2 separate regions of the Sus scrofa genome follow, and region 2 is linked to region 1. A link is a contact called in public HiChIP or PLAC-seq data. All regions are on one chromosome and are shown on one strand. The core of a region is the stretch at or near the end of the contact, and the rest is flanking DNA. Distances in the headings are between cores, read along the strand shown. Region 1 holds the start of ATXN7L1 (ataxin-7-like protein 1). Region 2 holds the start of HBP1 (HMG-box transcription factor 1).

Region 1 (5,809 bases), core at 2,742-5,241:
CACCTAATACGGAGGCTTCTGCCAATGCCAAGTTTCTGTGAATGTTGCAGTCTGTCCCAAAGACTCTTTTCTCAACTATCATCATCTTAATTGTTACGGTCTCAGTTCCTTCGGTAAGAGTCTCCTTACTTCTTTAGACCTCATCTGTCTTACCGAATTGTGGGGTTGGGTCATCTGGGGTCAGAGAAACAGTGAAAAAAATTGCTGATAGTACTATTTCTCGGGATAATAAAGTGTCCTTCTTCTCTGACTCAGGCATCTCATGGCTTCCACCAACATCCATGAGTTGTGGCAGGCTAAGTTATTAGCCCACAAGTAGGGTGAAATCACAGGCCCTTCACAGTTCTTGGCAGGTTGGGGTCTTGCAGTTAGAGGAAGCAGTGTATGCAAAGGCCCTGAGGCCGAGGGAGCACAGCCTATGCCAGGAAATCAGAATGACTGTGGCATACACGTGGGGTAGGGGGTTGCAAGCAATCTCTTCCTTCAGGGTTCTGCTCAAATACCACTTTCCCTGAGCATCCTATTTATCTGTCAGCTTTAGAGATCCTTTCAAGCATTTTGTGATTTGCATGTGAGGGCAAATCAGTAGTGTGGGGAGCTCATTGAAGAAAATAAGACCATGGGAGGCTGCAAGATGAGGTAGGAGACTGGTGAGTAATCTAGGAGGATAATGCTATCTGGATTTGGGACATTAGAGGTAGAGAAAAGGTGGATGAGCGTTAAAGCTCTTAAGGATATAGAATTGACAGGACATGGTGATTGATGGGGTGCAAACAAGTCAGAGTCACAGATGGCTATGGAGGTGACTAGGTAAGTGGTTCAGGGAGTTCAGGAGAAATGGGAGCATACTGTGGGAAGAATTTCAAAGAGGTAAAATCTTGACTTAATATTATCTGCAAAACTGAAATAAAGGCCAGGAAGCATTGCTTGACGTAAATCCACCTGCAGTAGTCTGTTGCTGGTGCCAGGATCAGAATGTGGTTGAGCTATCTAGCACCTGTGGCCCTAAGTCAGGGAGATGGTTTTTCTATATCACAAATGGAAAACGTTTTTAATTCTATGTAATCCTATTCATACTGTAAAGCATCCATCACAGGATTCAAATGAAAGAGGTAATCACCTAATTTTGCTGAAGAACTTCACACAGCCTTGATTCCTGGTGACCACTTGGCATTCTCATAGACCCCATCTCCCACCTAAGCCCCTTCCCAGACATTGCTGATCTCTCAGGCAACACCATTGAAATATGGAGAAATGGCTAATGTCGGACCCCTTCTCAGGCAACCCCAGATTTCAGAAGAGAAAGAGAATCCTCTTTGACTATGCCCTATGTGCCAGGTATTATGTGAAGGAGTTTACATCCATTGCTTCATTTAGTCTTCACAGCAACACAGTGAGATAGCAATTGCCTTTTCCCTTTGACAGATGAGGAAACAGAATTGCAGAGAGGTTAATCAACTTGCCCAAAGTCACATAACAGGGCCAGAATTTGATCTTAGATAGTTGGATTCTTTCACCTCCAGTATAAGGCCCTTTTTTTTTTTTTCTTTTTAGGACCCCAGTTGCAGCATATGGAAATTCCCAGAACTGCAGCTGCCGGCCACAGCCACAGCCACAGAAACACCGGATCTGAGCCACATCTGCAACCAGTGAGTGCTGCAACTTGCGGCAACTCCCGATTCTTTACCCTCTGATAGAGGCCAGGGATCAAAGCTGCATCCTCGTGGATGTTATGTCAGATTCTTAACTCACTAAGCCACAACAGGAACTCCCATAATGCCTTGGGTAAGCATGAGCAGATCTCCTAGCCTGGCTCACACTTGTCTGTAGGGTCTAAAGAAAAGTGGTATCTTTCCCATCACTCTGGAATTCCACGGCCTATAATAACGTTCTTGTATGGAAAATAATCATAGGACTTGAGGCTCAATTAACACCAACTCAGAAACACAGGGAGCTCAGTGTTAAAAAGCTTAAGGGGACACCAGTGTCTGGTAGTGACTTCCACAAATCTGCAGACCCAAAGGGAACTGCTCAAAGGCACGGAAACTCTTCTAGCGCTACCTAACTCTCAGAGGGGTCCTGGGACAGTGGTTAGTGCCCAGCTGATGAGGAAGGCGCTGTGGGGAGTGTCAGCATCACGGGGCTGGGATTAGCCTGCCCCTCCTCCCCAGAAGCCCTGCCTGTTTTCCTCCCATAGCAGAACCTGCATAATTGCTTTCTTCCTAATTTCTCAGGACAGTGAATCAGTCTACCTTCCTGTTTACCTAGAAGAAGAGCTTATTTAGATAAAAGCCTCCAGGGAAAGTCAAAGAAAATCACTTAAAACAAGAGACTTTAAATGAAACTTGCATGTGCTGTGCAGAGTAATTCGCAGTTGGCACGGGGGTGCTTCGAGGCTGGGAGTAGCCTTCCAGTGGGGTGAGCAAACAAGCCACAGATGGTTCTGGAAAGAAGCCCTGCTCATCCCAGGACACTAGATTTCAAGTAGGAACAGCCAGCCCTGGAGGCAGGGGGAGGGGCCGGGGACAAGGGTGAATGAGTCTCTCTCCCTTTGCTTCAGACTCAGCTCTCACATACCTCAGAGAGTCCTAGATTAAGTTGCCCAGGGAGACCTTGTCACCCATGTCACAAGCCCAGGGAGACCTTGACCCAGGCCACTCCATCAGGAGGCCCCTCATCCACTGGAGGTGTCAGACTGCTGTAACTAAACAGGACCCTATGGGGCCCTCCCAGGACCACCCCCCTCCCAATGCCCTCTGCCTGCCTCTTGTTTGTATAAAAGCCATAGTGTCCCAGGTCTCCCTTGAGTCATAAAAGCCTGGCTCAAGAATTAATTTGAGGGTGGGGTGGGCACACCTGCAGCATATGGAAGTTCCTGGGCCAGGGATAGAATCTGAGTTGCAGCTGTGGCAATGCTGGATCCTTAACTCACTGCACCAGGCCAGGGATCAAATCCACACCTCTGCAGCTACCTGCGTCTGAGCCACTGCAGAGACAATGCCAGATCCTTAGCCCACTGTGCCCCAGCAGGAACTCTATGAGAATTAACAATTGGAAGGATGTGAACATATCTGACAAAAGTAGCAGTTGGGCCAGGAGAAGTGGTAACAATTTAAATAGCAAATCAGCCATATGGCAGTCACAGAATCTTTAGTTCCTCCCCCAAGTACCTAGATAACAGTATCTGGTGCACATTTCCTGAGCTATGCTAAAACCCCCACCAAATGGAAGAAGTTAATTATGTGATGACCATGAGCACATAGTCCCCAGTCTGGCTGGAGCCTAAGGATTGGTAATGTTAACCCCTGTGACACCATCCTGTTCACTCACCATCAACCAATCAGAGAATCTCGTGCACAAGCTGACCACATACCCTGCAACCCCTCAACTTGCCTTTCAAAATGCTTCCCTGAACTCTTCCAGGAGTTTGGGGGTTTTGAGCATTAGATGCCCTGGACCCTTGCCTGGTGCCTCACAATGGAAAGCCGGTACTTTCCTCTACCACGACCCCCTGTCAATAGAATGGCTTTACTGCCTGGAGGCAGTTGGACCCCAGTTTGCTTCTGTAACACTTCTTGCTTTTAGAACAAAGGGCAGGGGTCAAGACTGCAAAGAGGGAGCCCCGTGAGGACAAGGGCTACAGGAGAGTGGATTCCACAAGTTTCTGGATGGGAAGGTCCCAGATGGCCAGACCCAGAGAAAATGGGGGCTCCCAGGAGGCGTCCCCTCCAGTCCAGCCAAGTGGTGGCCACCCAGGAGCAAGCTCAGGCTCTGGCAGCCCTGGGCGGTTTTTCTCTTTTACAAAAACGAAAGGGAGAGAAATGGCTCTGAATGCTGGCCTGGCTCCCAGAACCCAGGCCGCGGGGGGGAAAAATGGAAACAGCTGCTCACCAGAGGGCTCGGGCTCTGCTGGAGCAGATCTGCGCAGACTCGGGTGGGAGGCGGAGCCTCAGGCGCTGGGTCTTTCAGTGGCGACAACCACGCCCACTTCAGCCCTTCAGGCCTCAGCTCGCACGTGGTGAGTGTAGCAAGATCCCTGGGCTAGCAGTTCAAGGGCTGGCTCAACTAACTAGTTTGCTCATCAGAGCATGAGTTAGTGACTCACGGTCCCCAGGGCCCACTTGGACCCTCCGAGCCTCAGAGAGCTTTGGCTGGGATGACTCAGACCGCTCTCTCGCCCTGGTCCTCGCCGTCTCCATTGCCAAGAGCACGGAGAAACACCCCCTGCAGGGCGCCACCCGCCCCCACCTAGATTTGCCTGCCGCCCGGGAGGCCTCGCCTTGCCTCCTGCAGGTTTCAGGTCCTCAGCGGTTCCTGGACGAACAGGTACTTAAGCAGTATTTATCGCTTGGTTAATAAAGAGCCCTGGTCAGAGCTGGCTTTGGGGCCCACGAATCCGGGTTCCTCTTGGAGCTGCGTGTCCCCGCCTCTTCAGGGCTCAGCTTTCTCGGGTGTAAAATGTGGCTAATACTTCACAGAGCGGATGGATGGGTGCGTTAAACCGAGGAACATATGGCAAGCGGGAGGGGGCCGATAAATGAGAGTTTTCTTTTCCTGAGCGACTAGGAATCCTTGATCACTTCCCTCCAGAAGGAGGGCAGGAAGCCAGCTGAGCCTGTCGGGGCAGGGGCCTTCTTGGTTTTTAGGGTTACATCTGTCACCATGATGAGAGCGGATGGCACATCTGCAGGGCTCACGCTTAGCTGGGGGTAAGGCCTTCTCCTGCGGCTGTTGCCCCAGAAGGGGGGCGACAAGGTGAGCCCCGCCCTCCAGAAGCATCTGTTCTCTCAGCCATTCACCCCGCTCCTCCTCCACTCCCCCAGCTTCTCACCTGTTGGCCCTTTGGAGGAAGGGGAGGGCTAGGCCTTGCAGAATAATGCTTCTGGAACAGTGGAGGGTTTTCAGAGCCTGTTGAGGGGAGCAGGAATTTTAACCCCTGATTGACCTAAATATACACAAGCCTCAGGGCAATTCCTTCTAGTGGGACTCCACATTTCAGTCACAGCAAGGCTGAGGGAGGTGCATATCACTTTAGAGTTTACCCAGCACACTCAGGTACATGATTTCTTGTGATGCTCACCACAAATCCAGAAAGCAGACAGGCAGGGAGTCCTGTGCTTCTTTTTACAGACAAAAGCATTGAGTCCCAGAGAGGTTGAACAGTTTTCCCAAGGTCACACAGCTTATTACTGGAAAGACTGGAACTCATTCCCTCTAGACTTGGTGCTCTCCAGGCCAGGCTGGAGGGAGCCGTTGTTCAGCCTCATGCATTGAGTTTGGAAAGATATTTTACACACACACACACACACACACACACACACACCATGGGCTAAAAGGCACCACCATGCAGGGCCTTCTGCACAGAAGGGGAGCACTGGTCGTTTCAGCCCCACCTGAAAATTCCTTTCATCATCAGAGGCTATGCGCCCCCTCCCAGCTGCCGTGTGGTCCAGGGGTGACCTCCTCACTGTGGTGCCACCCGGAGGCTGCTGTGTGAGCACTGAGGAGGGTCAGGCAGAGCTGGGGACATAAGAACAAAGGACACTGGAGTCCCACAGCTTAGAGTCAAATCTTGACTCCTTTTCTTAGCAGTTGGGTGATCTTGGGAAGCCCCTGAACCTCCCCGTGTGTCAGATCTACAAACATGACGATAATAGTACCTACCAATGGGTTGTTACGTGATTTAAATGAGGCAATGCATGTACATCACTGGGCGTGATGTCTGTTTACAGTGGTTGCTCAAACCATCGTGGTGGTCGCTCAGTGGCTGGTGAAGTTGACTCTTCTCACAGTTGTGGCGCTGGGCACG
Region 2 (5,879 bases), core at 1,747-4,246, 1.0 Mb before region 1:
AAGTTAGTATTTTAAATGGATTACATAATTCCAAGCTAAAATGAGCCTCCATAAAAAACTGTAGTAAGTGCAACTTTCTATACCAAAAACATTTGGGGGCCTTAATGCAGTTAACTAAAAAACTACAGTTATTTTAGAATTTTTTCTTTCTTTCTTTCCTTCTTTCTCTATTTCTTGGTATTGTTTTATCTTTTTTTTTTTTTCCTTTTTTTCGGCTGCACCCCTGCCATGCAGACATTTCCAGGCCAGGCATCAAACCCAAACAAAAGCAGCAACCTGAGTTCACAGCAGTGACAACAGCAGATCCTTAACCCACTGAGCTACCAGAAACCTCCTAAAACATTTACAATGATTAACTTTAAGATTTCAGTATAAATTATAAGAAGTACCAGAGTAAATGTAGATCAAAATATGAAGGAATATGAGCATTACTGACAAGTCAGGCATAAACAAGAATATACAAGAGTGGAGTTCCCGTCGTGGTGCAGTGGTTAACGAAACCGACTAGGAACCATGAGGTTGTGGGTTCGATCCCTGCCCTTGCTCAGTGGGTTAAGGATCCAGGGTTGCTGTGAGCTGTGGTGAAGGTTGCAGACGCAGCTCGGATCCCGCGTTGCTGTGGCTCTGGCATAGGCCGGTGACTCTAGCTCCTATTCAACTCCTAGCCTGGGAACTTCCATATGCCGCGGGAGCGGCCCAAGAAATGGCAAAAAGACAACAACAACAACAAAAAAAAAAAAAAAAAAAGAAAGAATATACAAGAGTATCACTGTTAATAAAGAATATCATTTTTCCTGAATTTTGTGATATACAATTTGTCAGCTTAAAAAATTTGTTGTGATTTATTTTCTCATACTAGATATATATTCACTATCATACCGAAAATACATGTAAAATACCTGGCATAATCTAATAAACATGCTACAAACTTCTTATGGTAGCTTAAGGAAGAAAAAATTTTAAAGGTACTGATATTTTTATTTGAAACAGAAACACAAGAGACCAGCTTGCAATTCTCCCTCAAGAACCTTCAGTGGCTGGCAGTTTATTCATTCATGAAGCCCAAGCCATTTGCCTTCATCACTGAGTATTTGGATAGTGAGGAAAAAGTCCAAAGAAATTAAAATACAGTGGAGGAGACAACCCTTAAAGCGACAGTACCATGTTTTAAGTCTGAGAGGTAGGCACTGAGAAGCATGGAAATTTGTGGGGAACCCAGGAGAAGGTAACTTTTAAAATAATGTATGTGGTACAAGTATGAGAAGTAAACAAAGGGGAAGAGTTTTAAAGGCTGAAAAAGGTAATTCGGTTTATGAAACGAAATAAAATGGAAACTAGAAAGTGAAATCAAGATTCATTTCATAAATACTGGTGTTTTGCTGAAAACGTGGTAAAACGGCCTCCTCAAAAGTATAAAGTAGCTCTTTTACTTAATACGCTTAACGAGTATATTTCATTCTTTTGAATATAATTCAGATTTCCTTAAAACTTTGCCAACTATTGCCTACTCGGCAAGAACTGAGTGGTTTAATCACGGAAACTGAACAGCTGACCCCAACACTCTCGCTAGCAAGCTAAAGCAGAAAACAACAGCAAAACAGCAACAAAAAGCAAAGACAGAAAGTCCTACGAGTACAATACAAATGTAAATCACTATCAATAGCTAAACAATAAAAGTATTTACAAAGGTTAAGGTCAGTTTAATTCTCAAAAGGTAACTGATGGAATCATTCGCTGCTAATTAGAGGGAAATAAATATAAACCACTTAGTCGGAATTGTTGGTGGAACTCAACACTTCCGAATATAAACACAACTCCCTATCGTCCTCCCTTAGTATCAGTGGCTCCCAGAGCTAAAGGCTCTAGAATACATCCCCGCATTCAGCGCTTCTTTTACAGAAGGTTGTTGCCGAAAACTCCTAAAGAATGAACTCCAGAAGGTGAAGAATGCCCAACGGCGAGTAAAATCCCCTAACAGCAAGTAGCGTTTAAAGAAACCACAAAAACCCGGCCCCGGCTGCCGATTTCGCCTGGATTCTTTTTTGTTTTGTTTTAATCTGCCTGGGGCAGCAGCATAGGTTGGAAGGAGAAGACTGGAATCTCCTGCCAAACCTCGGCTCCGGGTCAAACGGAGGCACAGCCTCCAGGTTCACGCCAAGTCCATCCCCCACCCTCTTTCGCCATTCATCGCGTTCCCTCCCCTCCCCCCATCATGTGACCGCAGCCTGGACTCCAGGCTTGTTTTTCCCCTCGGCTCAGCCCCACCGCGCAGGCGCCACGGAGCCCATTCATTCGAACTGCGTAACAATGAGCTCCGGGGCCCAGCAGCTCCGCGAGCTTCCCAGCTCGTCCCAAAGCCCCTCTCTGCCCGAAAGAGGCGGCGCCTCACTAGAGTCCCCCACCCCCGGCCAGCTGCCCACCCAGGCCAACCTCCGACCCCCCGCCCACACGCGAGAAGTTGAGGTCAAACTTTCTTGGGCAGCCCCGCTGCCGCGTCAGGCCCCTTCCCCCGCCTAGGCCTGCCCCATCTTCCCACCCGGCCCGGCCACCCACCGCGCAACCCGGCCCGGGGCGTCATCCTCGCCAACGCCTCCCAGCCTCAGTCCCGAGACCCCCGCTGGCCGCGAAGCTCAGGTGAGCTCGCGGGAGGCGCCACTCCAGGGGGTTCGCCACGGGCAAGTATCGGTCGGTTAACTGCTCCCACCATGAGGAAGAGGAGCGCGAACCCAAGCCTGCCCGGCGGCCGGATCCCCTCGGGATCCTGCCCCTCCCTTCCCCACCCCCACCCCTTCCCGAACAGAAAGACAACAAACCCGTCGCGGAGTGCAGGCAGCCCTGGCTCGGGCCCCCCTGGCCGCGACAGCACCACAGGCAGCTCCCATACTCCCTCTCCGACTGACGACGGCCTCCCTGGCACGCGTTACCGCTCCCGCCGCCGCTCTTAGTTCTCAACCGAAACTTTCCTACTTACCAAACCCGTCGCCATTACCAAGTCTTTCAAGCTTCGTCTTCCCCCTCCCCTCAACCCCCCGGGGGTTGGGCCTCCGAGCAGCTCCTTCGCCCTATTATTGGTCTGAGGAACTGCCATTCGACCATTTCCCTTTCCCATTGGGTGATACCGTGGTCCTTCTCGCGGGGCGGGCTTGTATTGACTTTTGTGTTGTGTTCACTGGAGAAGATGGTGTGTCAATCACTACGATGAGCGCTTCGGATTGGATTGCTGCCGAGACTCCCGGGACGCGAGCCAAACTTTGCACCCGAAAAGGATTGTGGGTTCGTAGTCTCATCCTAGTTTCATGCCTCTCGGAACCTGCAGGTCGGAGGAACGTTGGACTACAGTTCCCAAGACCGCCTGCAGAGTGCGGTCTTGATAGTAAACAAGAGTCATAGGGACACGTGTATCAGCTCGTTTGTTTTGCTGTCTGGGACAAAAGGGAGGGGGCGGAGGAAGGGAGTGTTTCAAAGCTTTGGCCTCTTCCCTTCCTTTGGGCCTTTCCTAGCACTCAAAGCAGCTTCACGTCTCTCGCAGCACCCATTCCGGGCCATAAACAGCCAGAGTCGCTCGCGGCTCAAAGTTTGGCAGGAGGCCAAGGTATTGTTTTAGAGAGAAGGGAAGGAGATGACTGCACAAGCGGAAGCAGTGCAGCATAGCGAGGGACCCAGTCACCCACAAATCACGGCCCCAGGCTTGATGAGGATAATAAAGACGGTGCTGAGCTCCAGTCGGAGGACAGCCTTCCTTTACAACGCGCCTAGCCTCACCACTCTCGGGACAGCAGCTTGAGGCTTCTCTGCCAACTCTGTTCAGTTCTCTCAAGATTTGTTGAATGCCGGCTACGTGCCAGGCACTGAGAGGCTTGGAGATGAACAGAAAGAGAGAAGCTCAGAGTCTGGAGAATTTACAGAGGTCTAAGGGGCCGGAAGTGGGGGCGATTTGCTGTTGACTTTGGTATTGAGCGAAATCAAAGCGGTGTTTTGCGTATTGAACCGCTTGAGGGTGGTTTAAGGTAATATAGAGGGGGCTATAATGTATGACAAAGTGATTTATTTTGTAAATCATTTTCTAAGTTTCTGCGGTGAGTTTTTGTTAACCATTTTTCCTCTCCAGAGGGCTTCCCATTGATGAAAGATGAATGACTTCCCACTTCGTGTCCATCAGAGTTCCTCCTTAAGTTACTAATGCTCTGACTCAGCCGAGGAGGAGGATGACTTCTCTGGCTTTATAGTTACCTTCACTTTAAACAAGGCGGTCCACCACAGTCCCTAGTCTGTAATTGATGTTATTACCATTCCCATTACAAAAACATTATTAAGCTTTTTTCCTTTGAACCTTTAGTGTTTAATCATTTCAGCTACGCTTTAGGCTTTATATCTTTAGATGACTATATGCATGCTTAAAATTGAGGAAAAATTACATTCGTGAGAAACCTATATTTGAAAAGGAGCCTTAAATCCTAGCTGATTATTCCTTTACACCCCCTACATTCCTTGAATTTTTAAATCTACCCGAAAGCCACAGAACAAATCAAGAATTACAGAACAACTCTCCTATACTGAAACAAATTTTAAATTGTTTTAGGGATTCCCTGTTTGAATTCCTCAAATGAAATTATAGAATAGTCCTCCCCACCCTGTGAGCTGAGATTTACTTTCTGTATTCACAAATAGTAATCAAACATTTTTTTTTGTTTCTTAATTTAGAGAATCAATAAAATGCCTAAATTTGTCCCTGAGTTAAAAGGACAAGATTTGTATTTATCATCTTCCAGAGATTAATAGAGTGATCCCAAATAGCCCTGCTATTTTGTGTATTTTTATTTTCTTCCTTCCCTTTGTATTTTAAACAGTGGGAGGATCACTGGAACTCAGAATTGTAAAGTTTGAAAATATGAACTCCGGTGTTTAATATCTTTTTTTTTTTTTGAGATGATATCTCATAGTAGTTTTTTTTTTTAATTTTAGTGGAGTATAGTTAACATACATTGTATTAGTTTCAGGTGTACAGCAAAGTGAATCAGTTATACATATAAATATATCCATTCTTTTTTCCCGTATAGGTTATTACAATCTATTGAGTAGATTTTCCTGTGCTATACAGGAGGTTCTTGTTAATCAGTGATTAATTTCTTGACAAAAAGAAAAAAGTCCATGGAATTCATCTGATCATTTAAAACTAAAATCTGAGCTATTTATGCCTAATTCCCTCCAAGAAACTAAAAAGCTTTCCCTCTCCCAAAAAATGAACTTGTGCCACTCCTCTCCCCTCTTCACTGCATACACCAGGAAATTATGTTCTCTGACCCTTAATTTATTTTAAAAGGTTTTCTAACAACGAAGTCCTACCCTATAGCACAGGTAACTATATCTAATCTCCTGGGATAGACCATGATGGAAAATAATATTTTAAAAAAGAGTAAGTGTGTGACTGAGTCACTTTGCTGTACAGCAGAAATTGGCACAACACTGTATATCAGCCACACTTTAATTTAGAAAAAAAAAGTCAAATAGAAAATATAAATAAAAATAATTGAATTTAGCTCATAAAAATTTTGGAGTTTCTGCTGTGGCACTACCAGATCGGTGGTATCTTGGGAGCCCTGGGACATGGGTTCAATCCCTGGCCTGGCGCACTGGGTTGAGTATCCCTGGGATGGCCAAAAACGAAAAAATAAAATAAATAAATAAAAGAAAAAGTTTATCAAATTGTTTTTAAAATTTTTCTATTTAAAGTGTTTACTCAAAACCTTAGGGGAGATATTTTCATTTGTGGGAACAATAACTTCAACTTCAGATCTTATTGTACAGTATTATAAATTGTGATATTTTAATAGCACTGTAAAGGTTTTCTATTCATTCATTCAAAAATATTAATTTAGTTC

The links. HiChIP or PLAC-seq counts read pairs in DNA pulled down with a chosen protein or histone mark.
Region 2: an H3K27ac HiChIP or PLAC-seq map of alveolar macrophages shows a contact between it and region 1. The contact joins the promoter of HBP1 here to the promoter of ATXN7L1 in region 1. A contact is called at or near these places in 3 of 47 Hi-C or Micro-C datasets (embryonic fibroblasts, mesenteric adipose tissue and omental adipose tissue) and 2 of 2 datasets of contacts at active chromatin or transcription factors (alveolar macrophages and skeletal muscle).

The regions. Positions count from the first base shown.
Region 1 is chr9:105,923,817-105,929,625 of Sscrofa11.1, reverse strand. It overlaps ATXN7L1 (ataxin-7-like protein 1), which reads left to right and starts at 3,991. Exons shown (of 18, transcript XM_005667724.3): 1 at 3,991-4,326.
Region 2 is chr9:106,963,177-106,969,055 of Sscrofa11.1, reverse strand. It overlaps HBP1 (HMG-box transcription factor 1), which reads right to left and starts at 2,996. Exons shown (of 11, transcript NM_001244264.1): 1 at 2,972-2,996. The coding sequence starts at 2,986. LOC110262252 (a long non-coding RNA gene) reads left to right here and starts at 3,254. Exons shown (of 2, transcript XR_002347084.1): 1 at 3,254-3,592.